Linked DNA regions of Columba livia: region 1 is linked to region 2. Evidence: chromatin contacts called from public Hi-C data. All regions are on one chromosome and are shown on one strand. Each heading gives the region's core, a stretch centred on a gene start, on an enhancer-like site or on the middle of the called end of the contact. The rest is flanking DNA. Distances are from core to core; before and after follow the strand shown. Region 1 has its middle 25 kb from the start of SMPDL3A. Region 2 holds the start of PKIB (cAMP-dependent protein kinase inhibitor beta).

What was found. A called contact is a pair of places that touch in the nucleus more often than the background predicts.
Region 1: a Hi-C map of crop shows a contact between it and region 2, with 2.3 times the contacts expected there. The contact joins the enhancer-like site here to the promoter of PKIB in region 2. A contact is called at or near these places in 2 of 2 Hi-C or Micro-C datasets (crop and liver).

What each region holds. Positions count from the first base shown.
Region 1 is chr3:54,255,813-54,262,774 of bColLiv1.pat.W.v2, forward strand. No RefSeq gene overlaps it. Among named protein-coding and RNA genes, the nearest start is that of SMPDL3A, 25 kb to the left of the region's middle. Within about 2 kb of position 3,934, at least 1 of the 3 cell types and tissues checked has an H3K27ac peak away from gene starts, as active enhancers do.
Region 2 is chr3:54,155,608-54,162,451 of bColLiv1.pat.W.v2, forward strand. PKIB (cAMP-dependent protein kinase inhibitor beta) reads left to right here and starts at 3,858. Exons shown (of 3, transcript XM_065056772.1): 1 at 3,858-4,014.

The sequences.
Region 1 (6,962 bases), core at 2,684-5,183, 100 kb after region 2:
TGACCAATAGTCTTTTATAAAATACTCCATAAAGAACTATTTTACTTCCCCATCAGCATGAAAGCTTGGGTCCCCACACACAAAACAAGCACAAAACCCAGCATCTCACAGCAGAATGAAAAGCCTCTTCTTCCTTCTGCCTTTCTGAAGTGTGAAGGTTTCCTCTCTGGAACTGGAAATGTTTATTCCCTGGCAATAGACAAAAACAACCAAACACATATTTATACAAGTACAGATATACACCTTCTTTTTCTTTCTGGAGGCCTGAGAGAGTTCTACTTTTTCTCCTTTGTTATTATTTTTTTTTAACAATGTTTACATTTTTACCAGAGCAAACCAGGATTCACAAGTGTCATAGTGCCCTATTTAGGTATTTTGTGGTTTCTTTGAATGTAATCTGTTCTCAAGATCTTCTGTTTATTCTGCTGCTCTTCAGTCACTATCAGAATCAAAACTGGGTAGTTTTTGCATAGGAAATATTGTTACAATACAGAAGACAATTGTATTGCACAAAGTAGATAAAAACAAAGGCCTTGTGGCAGCGTACAGGCCTCATCTTCCTCCTCTCTGAACATATTTTTTGTATGTTACTTGAAGTGTTTAATTAAAAAAAAAAAACAACAAAAAACATAGCTCAAGGAATTATTGGCTTAGTAAATAGGGGACCTGGTGAAAAACTGGGGATGAGGGAATACATACATTAGATACATTACTTTGGATAACCCCCAGAACAGTGTTAGAGATTCAAGCCTTGAAGAAGTCACTGTTGTTAAGCTTTGGGGTATTTAATGGCTGGGCAGTGGTTTTGGCAAGCAGTTTCTATCAGTGAGGTAAAATCAAGCTGAACTGTGACTTGCTAAATCTCAATGAGAATCCTGACAGCATAGGGTTGCAGGTAACATCTTTTTCTAGTTGTAGTCTTTTCTAACTAGCAGCAGTGAGGAGCAAAGCCCTGAGATTAAAAATACCAAGAGAGGTCTTTACAGAATCACAGAATGTTAGGGATTGGAAGGGACCTCAAAAGATCATCTAGTCCAATCCCCCTGCCAGAGCAGGAATACTTAGATGAGGCTACACAGGATAGTGTCCAGGGGGGTTTTGAATGTCTCCAGAGAAAGAGACTCCACAACCCCCCTGGGCAGCCTGTTCCAGTGCTCTGTTACCCTCACCGAGAAGAAGTTACTTCTCAGATTTAACTGGAACCTCTTGTGTTGCAGTTTGAACCCATTACCCCTTGTCTTACCATTGGTTGTCATCGAGAAGAGTCTGGCTCCATCCTCATGACACTCACCCTTTATATATATACAAACATTAATGAGGTCACCCCTCAGTCTCCTCTTATCCAAACTAAAGAGCCCCAGCTCCCTCAGCCTTTCCTCATAAGGCAGATACTCCACTCCCTTAATCACCTTTGTTGCCCTGCGCTGGACCCTCTCCAGCAGTTCCCTGTCCTTCTTGAACTGAGTGGCCCAGAACTGGACACCAGGGAAGAGTAGAGGAGGAGGAGAACCTCTCTTGACCTACTAATCATCCCCCTTGTAATACACCCCAGGATGCCATTGGCCTTCCTGGCCACAAGGGCACAGTGCTGGCTCATGGTCATCCCGCTGTCCGCCAGGACCCCCAGGTTCCTTTCCCCTACGCTGCTCTCTAATAGGTCATTCCCCAACTTATACTGGAACCTGCGGTTGTTCTTACCCAGATGCGAGATGCTACACTTGCCCTTGTTATATTTCATTAAATTTTTCCCCGCCCAACTCTCCAGCCTGTCCAGGTCTCGCTGGATGGCAGCACAGCCTTCTGGCGTGTCAGCCACTCCTCCCTGTTTGGTGTCATCAGCAAACTTGCTGATAGTACACTCTATTCCCTCATCCAAATTGCTGATGAATATATTGAATAATACTGGTCCCAGTACCGACCCTTGAGACACTCCACTAGATACAGGACTCCAACTGGACTCTGCCGCATTGACCATGACTCTCTGGCTTCTTTCCTTCAGCCAGTTCACAGTCCACCTCACTACCCGATCATCCAGACCACACTTCCTCAGTTTAGCAGCAAGGATGCTGTGGGGGACTGTGTCAAATGCTTTGCTCTAGTCAAGGTAGACCACATCCACTGCTTTGCTGAGATTCTTTAATAATTCACAGAATCACAGCTTGTTATTAAAGAATCACAGCTTGTTATTTAAGGAAAATAAAACAGTCTAATGATGAAGATAAATTCACTAGCAAAGAAAACTGTTTGGGGGAAGACTTACCAATTTTCTAGGTGTTTTGGGGTTTTTTTGTTTCCTTTCAATAAAAAATCAACCCTAAATATTTATTTTCCCAGCTCCATTTTGTGTAAAAGCATACAGTGGCAGGCTTATGGAATTCTCCAGCTAGGCTGAACAACCCAGAAAGCAACTTCTGTTCTCTTGAAGGAAAATGTTCATTACACTTCATGTGCATGCACTTTGTGCCTCTGAGCTGCAGAAACAGACAGCAGCTGCGTACTCTTGGGAAATGGCCTGAAATAGGAATAAGATTACAAATGTATTTGGAAGCACTTAAAAAGGCTGATGAAAAACTTGAGGGGAAGGTTTTCTTAAATGAGTATCTGTGTTGCTGGGTGATAAGCATGGCTTTACTTAGTAGGGCTTTACTGTTTATTTGTACTTTCACTCTATGTTTTAATGAGTATAAAGGCATGCAGATCAAGTATCTGGGCACTTATTTCCATTATAATTAACAATTAATGAATTAATTTCCAACCTTTAATTAGATTGAATTTAAATACAGCACGTTTCAAACTCCAGACTCTGGAAGGCATTTAAAAGGATAAAACTGCATGCTGACAGACACCTATTATGCAAGTTTAATTGACACCATGTTTTGGGAAGTTGCATCTGAAAGGTAAATTGACTAGTACTTTGGAAGTCAATCAAGTTTTAAGGTGAGAGATGTTTCAGATAACATGGAGTGCTTAATCCTTTCCACTCCTTCTCTCCTTTCACTTAAAGTCTAGTATTTTCTTGGAAAAATCTGGTTATATGCTTTCAGAATCTTGCCCCTCTGAAAATGAGCTGCAAATTTCCGTCGCTTTTCATTCCCCTGAATCTGTCAAGAGGCTGCAACTGTTGTGAGCAACAAAGTGTTCGGATGTGTCACCCCAGGAGTCAGTCTTTGATGGGCTAAGTGAAGGCAGAATGAACACTGAAAATGTAAAGCTAGTTAACAAACACAAATCCTGTGTTTACTACCCTCTACTGTGAAGGAACCTCAAATATTTAATAAGACCTTTCTATATCAGGTGTCTGGTGAGATCACACAACAAGCGTGAGAACTATTGTCTTTCTGTGGCAATCTAATAGTTATAAGAATGTAACTCATTTTCAAAATTAAAACTGAAAAGTCAATCATAAGCAGTCACCAAATTTTGACTAAGGATTTTTTTTTTTTTTAATTTGAAAATAGTATTTTTAGGCAAAATGAAATGTCAAAAGATGACAAAACCCACTGAATAAATGTTTCTCTTTAAATAGTAGGCATTTAGCTTGCTAACGAGGAACTTCCAACGAGGAACTGTGGAACAGTTGTAACGTTAAACTCCCTTCAGTTATCTGACATCATGGACCAACTTTCATGCTGATATTTATTTTAATATATCTGCCACTGAAGGCAACGAGACTGTGCTGATTTACATTAGTTGAGACCTGTTCCTCTATCCTCTGAAACAAAACCAATTTTGTTTTCTTCCTTCTCTGCTTATTTCTCTCGCCAGTTCCAATTTCACAAACCCATGTTCCACCAGATAATAGTCACCATCATCATCATCATCTCTGTGGGTCCAGGCGGGTGCCCCCCGGATGAGACGGGAAGCACGAGAGCTCTGGGCAGGCACTGGGGTGAGGGCTGGGAGCCATCTCGGTGCCGAGGGGGAGATCCCCTCAAGCTTCACGCTTGGCTGGCTCTTTGTTCGCCCTTGAATGCTCCCGCTCAGAGCCTTTGTGCGGTGGCGGGGCCGAGGTGTGAGGCGGGCGGCAGCGAGGGCCGCGCCATGCCTGGACAGAGCATGACCAGTTTGGCTGCAGCCAGTCACCGCCGGGCTCGGCGTTACATCACCCTCAGCCCACAGCTCGGCCAGACAGAGCCAAACAGGCTCCTTGTTGTTTTTCCTCTTTTCATGAGCAAGAAGAAAGCCTGGGAAAAGAGCAGGGATCCCAGACCTTCCTTGAGAACAGCTGAATATTGTCTGCATGGTAATGAAGGGAACAAAACCACGAAACTCACAGGGCTCTCTGACCCTCCACAAGCTGGGAGGCACAAAAGCGGGGTGTGTAATTGGGATGAGTGGGATGAGCGTGGCGTGGTGAGGAATCACCCCACAGTCCCCCACCGTGCCAGGGAGCCGCTCCTCCGCAGGACCTGTGACAGCTTCTGGGAAAACCAAGGAGTCAGAGTGCATCCCTCATTCCTGTTTCTCAGGGTGATGTCCCTACAATTGATTTGGGGACCCTGTGTCAATATAGTAGCACAGCAGCCAGTTCTCTTTCAAAAACATTATTGTAACACAGAGTGTCCATTTGTGGTTCCAGTTTTCTGTTCCACCCACCAATTCAAGATGGGTACATACGCACAGCTTGTCCTTGTTTTTGCAAGCTGCTGATGTTATCTCAAGAGAAAGTGATAGCTTGTTTGTTCTGTTTTGAAATTCAAAAGAAGTTTAATTTTCCTCTTTGCAATGAGTCTTGGTTGTTGCTTCTTTCAGAAGTGGAAAAATGGACTGGGGAAAGGGAAGGCTTCATATATACTTTGCACACCATGAGCACCTGGACCATTCCCATCTGCTGGGGGCAAGTCCAGCTCCTGTGAAATTTCTGCGGTCACAAACATCCATCTCTTGGCAGCCAGGCATAGTGTTCCTATGGAGAAACACTGTTGTCATGGGAAACTGTGATCATGGAGAGAAACAAGTTTTGTGAGGGATTAGGAGGCTTGCCTGTCTGTACTGTGAAGGCACGCAGCAACCTTGTAGTCCTCTGAAAACCAGAGCAGAGCTTGGTTGTGGGGCAGTGAGCACTTGGAAGGCTTGTGCTGCTGGACTGTGCCACATCACACCTTTGCACAGTCTGAGGTCTTCTAGGACTCTCCAGGCAGATGTGCTCCTCCATGCCTCACTTTGTTCCCTTGCTCCATTTCTGCGGCACGTGATATTCCTTCTAAAATGTCAATAAGGAGGATGTCATCTGGGTGGCTAGGAGAAGCCCCATCTACCCTAGGGCATCTCTTTTGGCTGCAATGCAGTTGTGCTAGTGACAGTGACAATGTAAGCATTTATTTGAGTATTGAGATAGTTTGCTGCACACCTCTGAGAACTATCAGAAACTCTCTTCTAATTTGCAGACACATTTTTTTAATCATCCCTCTTTTACTGTATGTTTTTGTGACAACATTGTTGAATAAGTTAAATTAGCCTTTCCTGTTTCCAATATTTAGCCTTCTGCTGTATTTATAGGGGCAATCATTCCTTCCCAGGCTTCTCTTGGACAAGAGGAAAAGCAAAAAATCCCAAAAGCCAACCTCTTCCTGGAGCACCGTTTAATGTGGTTCTTGTCTAGCCTATTCTTGAGGTTTAACCTGGCAGGTAGCAAAACACCACACAACTGTTTGCTCACCCACCCCCACAGTGGGACAGGGGATAGAATCAGAAAAAAAAGTAAAACTCATAGTTTGAGTCAAAGGCAGTTTAGTAGGACAGAAAAGGGAAAATAATAATAATAATAGTGATACAAGAATACACAAAACAAGTGATGCACAATGCAATTGCTCACCACTCACTGACCAATGCCCAGCTAGTCCCTAGCAGGGGCTGCTGCCCCCACAACCAACTTCCCCCAGTTTTATATGCTGAGCATGATGTCATATGGTATGGAATATCCCTTTGTCCTGTTTGGGTCAGCTAGCCTGGCTGTGCCTCCTCCCAGCTTCTTGTGCACCCCCAGCCTCCTCTCTGGCAGGGTAGTATGAGAAGTTGAAAAATCCTTGACTTAGTGTAAGAACTGCACAGCAACAACTGGAACATCCGTGTGCTATCAACATTATTCTCATCCTAAATCCAAAACACAGCACTGTACCAGCTACTGGAAGAAAATTAACTCTATTCCAGGCAAACCCAGAACACCCATGCACACGGGTCTCCTTTTAGAGAAAACTGCAATGTGGAGAAGAATTGGATGTACATCAAGATCAGGCTCAAGAATGGAGTATGTAAATGTTCATTGCATACAAGACATTCAGGAGCTCAAGTGTTTCAGACTTCCTCTGATCTGCGCCACTTTTATCTCATCTTTTTGATCAGCACTGACCAGGATGATGGACCAGAACTGTACCAGTGGTCTTTAAAGTGGCATGCAGACCTCTCCATCTCTGTTAGAATCGTTTTTCCTCATGTGGCCTAAAACTAACAGGCACTGCATAACATTGCCTCATAACTACCCTGTGATTGAACAACACTGCAAGGTTAACTCCATCTTTGTTACACGTTGTGTGGTGTGAAAGAGTGTAAAAGGTTTCCAGAGAAATATGGAACTTTGTACATCCATTGAATATCTATTCATAAAGCCTTCCTGATCTCTGCAGCAATAGTTTTTTTCTACTAATGCATGAGATCCGAATATAGCCTGCATCATTACAAATGTTACCATGGTTACAGAATTACCCACTACTTCAAAGAAAAGTTGCTATAATTAAAACAAAGTCTTCATTCAAATGTGCTTTTACAAAGAAGGACCTCAGTGCATGTTCTCAGTTGTGATAGTACACTCTGACAGGCAGAAAATAGGAAGAATTGTCTCAGCTTCTTAGGCTACTGTGAGCTTGATGGTAATTAATTATGTAAATAGATGTGTGTTTCTGTTGACAAAACACGCTTGCTTTGCACATGAAGATGAATCATTGCTTCCCATAAGGAACCAAGTT
Region 2 (6,844 bases), core at 2,608-5,107:
TGAGCACACATTTCATCTGCAGATCCTCTGGGTAGACATTTCCGAATCTAGGCAATGCAATCTCCTCCCTTCTTCTTAGAGAGCTTTACTTCAAAGCCCATGTGTAGCTGTCAGTTCTGCTCTAGGTCACAGTGAGATATGAAGCCTGGTGCTGTGTCACAGAAGACAGAACACTTGCATGTGGAAGTTTGTGTCTATTTGCATCCATACATGTAACCTCATGAACCAGAAACTCGATTTTTGCTTCATACTTGCTTTCAGCTTCTGTGGAGTTGGCTCTTTCTTCGTACTAATTTAGAGGCTGCTTGCTTGAGGCCAATATGTTGGATGCCCTCTCCTGGTTTTGATCAACATGAGGGTACAAGAAAAAGACGTTACCACTTACAGTAATTGTGCTAAGCAAACTAGAAGGGGCTCCACACAATGCTGTCAGTATTTTAACAAAAAAAAAAAAAAACCCTGGTAAATAAAGAAATAAAAATTCTAGTGTTCCTACTGAAATATCTTTTTTGACTAACATTCTCCTCAAGAAGATTTCTGAATGTCTTCTGAGTCTGAGCTTTCCCTGGGTGAGCACAAAGACTGCGGGTGCTAAAGCTGCAGGGAGCTGAGATGCAGATGATGCACTTGCTTTCTGGTTCTGTAGCCTGTTATAAGTCTTATCCTTTTGGTCATTTATTAGAGGCCTTACACATACATAGAACTGGAAATCTGAATTTTTGTGTTTAATTGCACCTGATGGATAATTCTTCCATAATTTGCATTTTTTTACCCATTTATGATTTTTGTCTCTACATTATTCTCTGATTATGTGGGCAAAGTGTCATTTCATAATGTGCCATGTGGAACAAGTACTTCCTTTTATTTGTTTCAAACCCACCTTCTGAGGATTTCATTCAGTGCCTCTTGTGTTGTGAGACAGAAGTTGCATCTGGACCATTTTCTTTAATATCCCATGATGCGCCCTCAAGTAGTTATTCATCCTTTTAGTCTCAAGATAGCTGAGTTTCTTTATAAAGCTTGTCATAGGTCTTTCCTAAAAGACCTTGACAGAAGCATTAATGGTATTTAAAAGCAACCGTATAGAGTGGATCGTTTACATATGATGGAGTTTGATGAAGCCTTCAACAGATGGCAAGGAGGCAGGGCTTCCTTCCACAAAAGGTAGGTTGATGCTTCCCTGTTAGTTCGGAGTTGTTCATGTGCCAACTGATACTATTCTTTAGGATATTTTGAAGTGGATTGCCTCAAATACAAACACCCTCCAGAGCCCTTTTCAACATTTAGTACCTTCTATTTGGCTGACTCCAGATGTCTAAAAATATATAAACTGCACAGAAGTACAACATGAAAAGTTTCTCAGCAAGTCTTATGGATATAAAACGTGCTTTTCAAGTGACATTGGTTTTGCTACAAGAAGGGAAAATTTAAAATAAATCAAAGATATAGTAGTTTGTAATAAAGAAAGGGAATAGAAAACCTCTTTTGACTCTAAGTAGGATGTTCCATGTTTCTGTCAAGGCACACTCACAGCAGAAAACACGTCAATCCCAGCTGCTTCAAAACAGCTTTCCACTACTGAACATCACTAATGTACCTTGTGAAAGGCTTGCAGAAATTATTTTTCTCAGTGCCACAGTGGGAACCTGCACAAGTCTGAAGAAGAACTTCTCACTTATTGTAACCATCTCACTTATTGGCATCTGAGGTTCTTGCAAACATCCGTGTTAGGTCTAATTCAGAACAGGTGTCTGAAGTGCTCCCCACCAAACACCACACATGAAATCCCACCTGTACACGTCAGACACCGGCTGCATGAGGAAAGGTGAGCAGCAGCTCTTGCTACCTCAGAAGTATGACCACTACATCAGCCTGAAGGAAGACGCAGGTTGGGTTTTGACATCCAGGTGGGCTACAAACATGTCAAGGCCTTAACACAATGTGACCAAGCTAAGTCCAGGACTGTATTTTGGCACTAATAGAAGTAATGGTGATAAGTATGGTCGTTCGGTGTGTTCTTCTTTCCATGTGTCCTCACACAAATCATGCCCTGTAGGTGATCAGTACGCCGAATTCCAGTTTCTGCAGGAAAAATAAGCTGCTGAATGTAAATCTATAGTATAAATACTAGCTTCATGGGAGAGTAACTGCTGGTTCATTCTTGTGAATAAACCTTTCTTATAACCCACAAAATTTAAGACATCTGCCATTAATTTTTGTCATTAAGCTAAAAACAGTAGTCGTAAGGAGGTGGGGTTTTTTTGAGAAATCAAAACATCTGCCCAAATAATAAAATAAATGACAAAGAGATTAATAATTAAAGGAGATACAGTAAATTATATTCTAAGAAAAATAGTTTAGAGGGAGTTGGCATGACTCCAGACTAGAGCTCTTAAACTTTAAGAGGACATTTGGAAGGATCTAATAAAAATGCAAGGTAATCAACCAATTCTAAGTCATCATCTGAGTTATTAGGATTTTAAAGTTCCCATTGTAAATTGAATTGCTGTAATAATATGGCTTAAATAGTCTTGAGGATAGATCCTAAGTATTCTAGGTCATACCAGAAAAATGTAAAAAGTAAACCCAAGGGATTTTAGGTTCAGGAATTCCAACTTCAGTTTGAAAGAAAATAAAATTTTAACCTTGTGCTCCTTTTATTTGTTATCATAAATAAACATTATAGAAAATCTTGATGTAGTTTGTAGTGTAAGCACTGAAAAACACGGGTATAATGATTCTCATCTTTAACTGAATCTGTCCAGTTTTCAGAATATCAGGTATAAACGGAAAAAACAGTGTTCCCTTGTCATGTGGCTATGACTGGATATATGGAAATGGCTCAGATAAATATGGATTTGCTGTAGTGAGATTTTCCAAACAGTTTAAAGGGATTTCAAAATAGCTACCTGAGCGTCCTTTTTGGTACAACATGGAAAAGCTATATTAAAACCCAATGCCAAAAATGTATAGTTCTTTTAAAAAACTTTTAGACCCAGTCAGGTATAATATGGCCTTACACATCCAGCTGGAGGGAATGTGACCGTGCCTTGATAGACTCTAAAACGCCAGATGTTAATTTTTGTGTTCTCACCGAAACACAATAATTAAGACACAGAGCTTGGTATATTATTCACAGGGCAACATTTCAAGAGGATAAATGCAAATACTGCTGATTTCAGGCCCAGATTGCATTTTTTTCCCAAGCTCCTGCATGAAGACACGTCCCAGAGGCCAGAAGTCTCATGACAGAGCAGTGCAGCTGCACCACGGCCTCACCGCCAGGTACAATAAAACTTGCAGCCAAAAAGGGTCACAAATGGCAGCACCCAGGTGACAACTTTTTGCACTGTTTTCACACGAGAATTTGTCAGACAAATTCTTGCTTGCGTCGGGCAGGAGCGGGAGGATGCCCTGTGTCATTTTGCTGGTGCAGTTTCAGGGACTGTAGCCAAAAAAAAAAGTGTAACCCGAAGCACTGACACTAAAATGAGCAAGCTCCAGGTAAGAGCTGTATTTTTCCCCGCTGTTTTTGGGTGACCGGGCAACGGGGACCTGCTCTCTTCGCCCCATCAGAGCAACAGCTCTTTGCCCCTGGGAGGGCCACAGCGGGCAAGGGACCATCGGGAGGCATGTCCCTCCACGCTTGGTGACGGTGTTTGGGGGTTCTCCGGCCAGGTCCCCTCTCCCGGCTGCAGGGGCAAGCTGGGGGGCACCAAACTGGGCTGCCCCACACCCGGTATTTTGGGGAGCGCTGCCCCATGCCAGCGCCGAGGGTCAGGCTGGGCACCTCCCGGGCTGCCCCGCTGCGGCCACTTTATGCGCTCCGGGGGCAGCGCCGGCCCCCCCGCGCCGCGCCGCTCCGCTCCGTGCCGGGACGGGCGCACGGGGGGGCGGTGCGGCCGCAGGGCGGGCACGGCAGCCCGCCGCCTCCCGGCACGGCAGCGGCGCCCGGCGCAGAGCGGGCCAAGGGCAGAGACCCGCCGGCCGCGGCAGCGGCAGCTCCGGCGCCGGGTAAGTGCGGGGGGCCGGCGGCCGCGGGGAAAGTTGGGGGTCGGGCGGAGGGGGAGCGGCGCAGGGCGGGGTCCCGCTGCCGTCCGGGCGGTGGCCGGCGCCAGTGGCTCGGTCGTCGCGTCTGGATGCCGGCAGGGGACACCCTGTAGGGGCTGTGGCGGCGGCAGTGCCGGGCGGCGGGGCCGTGGGAGGGAACGGAGCGTTCCCGGGTGGCCGAACCCCGGCCGGGCGGAGTGTCCAGGTAACGGGCGCGTCCCTCCCGGTTCCGCACCCTCAGCGACCCGGGGCCCTGCAGCGGCCGTTTGCTTTGGGCACCGCCGTGACCCCCATGGGAAAGGGACGGGGAGCCCGGGTGCTGCGGGAGAGGAGAGAGAAAGCAGCTGCTCAGGGTGCTCCTGGGGACGTGAGGTCCCATGTCCCACCGTGTCCCAGGGGTTCTGCGTGACCGCGGATAAGTCACGGATCATCTCTCTGTGCCTCGCTGACCTAGATGCTTCCCTACGATTGACCGACCGGGTTTACTTTTTATTAAGGTTAGGTATTAACCTTTAGGGAAGTGCTTAGGGAAACTGATAATAGGTGTAATGAATAGGCTGCCTGTCATCAGGAAGGAAACTAAAATGACTTTTTCTCTGGCAGAAAAGTAATCAAAAGTGCTTCAGGCACAATTTTTATCTACATCATCTCCTTTCTGAAATTATGTTTGTATGGTCAAACTAATCAGTGGTAAGAACATGAAGAGTAGAGAGTAAAAATATCAGCTTTATTTACATAATGGCACTTCTAGTTATATTAAAATACATCTCTGAAAAATAACCTTTGTACGTGAAGTCCATAATTAAAGTCACGTGGACAAGGTCATGAACAACTAACATGCAGTTTGTTGATGCAAAAGATGTCCCTAGAAAATCAGTTAAAATATATCATTGACTTTGATCTTTCCGTGATTGCAAGGAATGTCCTTGTACTTTGATCACTCACAAGACAGGAATTTTTCTTTCTGATTGCGACAAAATGTTGGCAGTAAGAAATTTTTCTTGATTCAGTTATGATGGATGCTCCTCTGCATTTGTTAAAAAGTTATTTGTGGACTCTGGAGAGCAGGCAAGTGCTTTTAGTGAAGGAAGAATGAAGAAAAGTATTCAAAATACTCCCGAGGCGATAGATAAAATAAGCCACAGCATACTGTTTGGTTGGTACAGATACACCCGATTCTTAAAAGTTTGAACTTTTAAATATAATGAGACTTTGGTTATTCTAAGAAAATCCTCACTGTCTTTGGGGGCACATTGATGTATGTGAAAATATATACAGTGTGTTGAATTACCCAGTATAACTTTATCACTTTTTGTAGCCAGCAAAAAGCAGTTTGGATGAAACATTTGATCAGGACAGAGACCTTGAAGGAAAGACTATGACTTTGTTACATTTCCTCACTGAAGAAGTGTTGGGTTTTTTCTGTTTGTTTGTTTTTTTGTGTATTGTTTTCAATTATTAATATTCTCTTTGAAATGCTGAATTTACATTTGTGTTATGATGTTTGTGAAATGTTACAGTGTGTTGACAAAACGACTTATATGGAAGTAATATACATTGAAAATTCACTAGAAATATCCAAATAACTTGTAAAAGCAATCACTTTACCATTAGGGTGAAGGTTTAGTTCATACTATAGATTGATTTTGAAATACACCCTGTTGGAATAGAGGCCAGTCTATTTTGTCTTACACATGTCATGACAGTAACAAACTTAAGCAAAATAGCATATTTCAACATGCTATAACAATATATATATGAGTTTCAAAATAATGACAAACATAAAAAATATTAGTGCAAATCATGAAACGCAGAGAGAGAGAAACTCAGGTCATGTTTTTAATTTGTCTGGATGTGCTAGTGCCAGTGTCCATTTATTGATCGATTATGTTAAAACAATATTTTCTGTTAGTGCAGTGATGAGTATTTTTAATGAACCGTTCAAGATGTACCTGTTTCCTTTGATTTCTAAAACTTGGGATGAAAATTGGTGAGGGATCATATGTGTAGTTTTCTCTGTCAGCTAAAGATCACTCTAGTGGGAGACTGACTGTGCATTCTCTGAACTCCTGCTGGGCTTTGTGCTGGACTTCATTGATTTCTGTTTCAGGTGAAGATGCTCTAGAACCTTGCTCACTTCTCTGGGCATGGCTTCCCCCTGACTGGCTTTGGGGGAAAAGGGAGTGAAATTTCTGTGTTTTTTCCATATCTTGGCGGCCAAAGAGTCTTCATTCACTGCAGTGTCTCCTTAGCAGGCACCTTCTTCTATCAAACAGTTTTGCAGGCAGTGAGACAACGCAAGATTTAGGGTTGATGGCTTGATTTGTTCTACTCTGTGGCATCCAGGCTGGCCACTCAGACCCATGGGATTGCCACCAGCAGTGAAAGGGGAGAATTACAAAAATAAACCCCAGTGATCTTGTCTGGTAGAAGTATTTGGAGAGTCAAACATCTGTGTTAGAATGGATTAAGATTCTGACATTTACCTTTTTACAAGAGGATCATCCAGATTTTCATTGCAGCCTAAGAGTGTGGCTTAGCAGAAATCCTAGAAAGTCAGGAATGGTGATCTGTTTGTGAAAAGCTCCTAAATCTGGCTTTCCTCACATGAAATAATGTCTTCTGTGCTTGACTTAATAATTCTGGTTTTAGAAGTTCTTCCCATTTGAGATTTCTGTTTGTTATTTCATCCCCTCTGTCCTGCCTATATTCTCTTCAACCTGGTTTCCTAAGGAGATGAAGCTAAAATAAAAATAATGCTGTCTGACTGGTAGCTTCTCTCATTGCCCCAGAG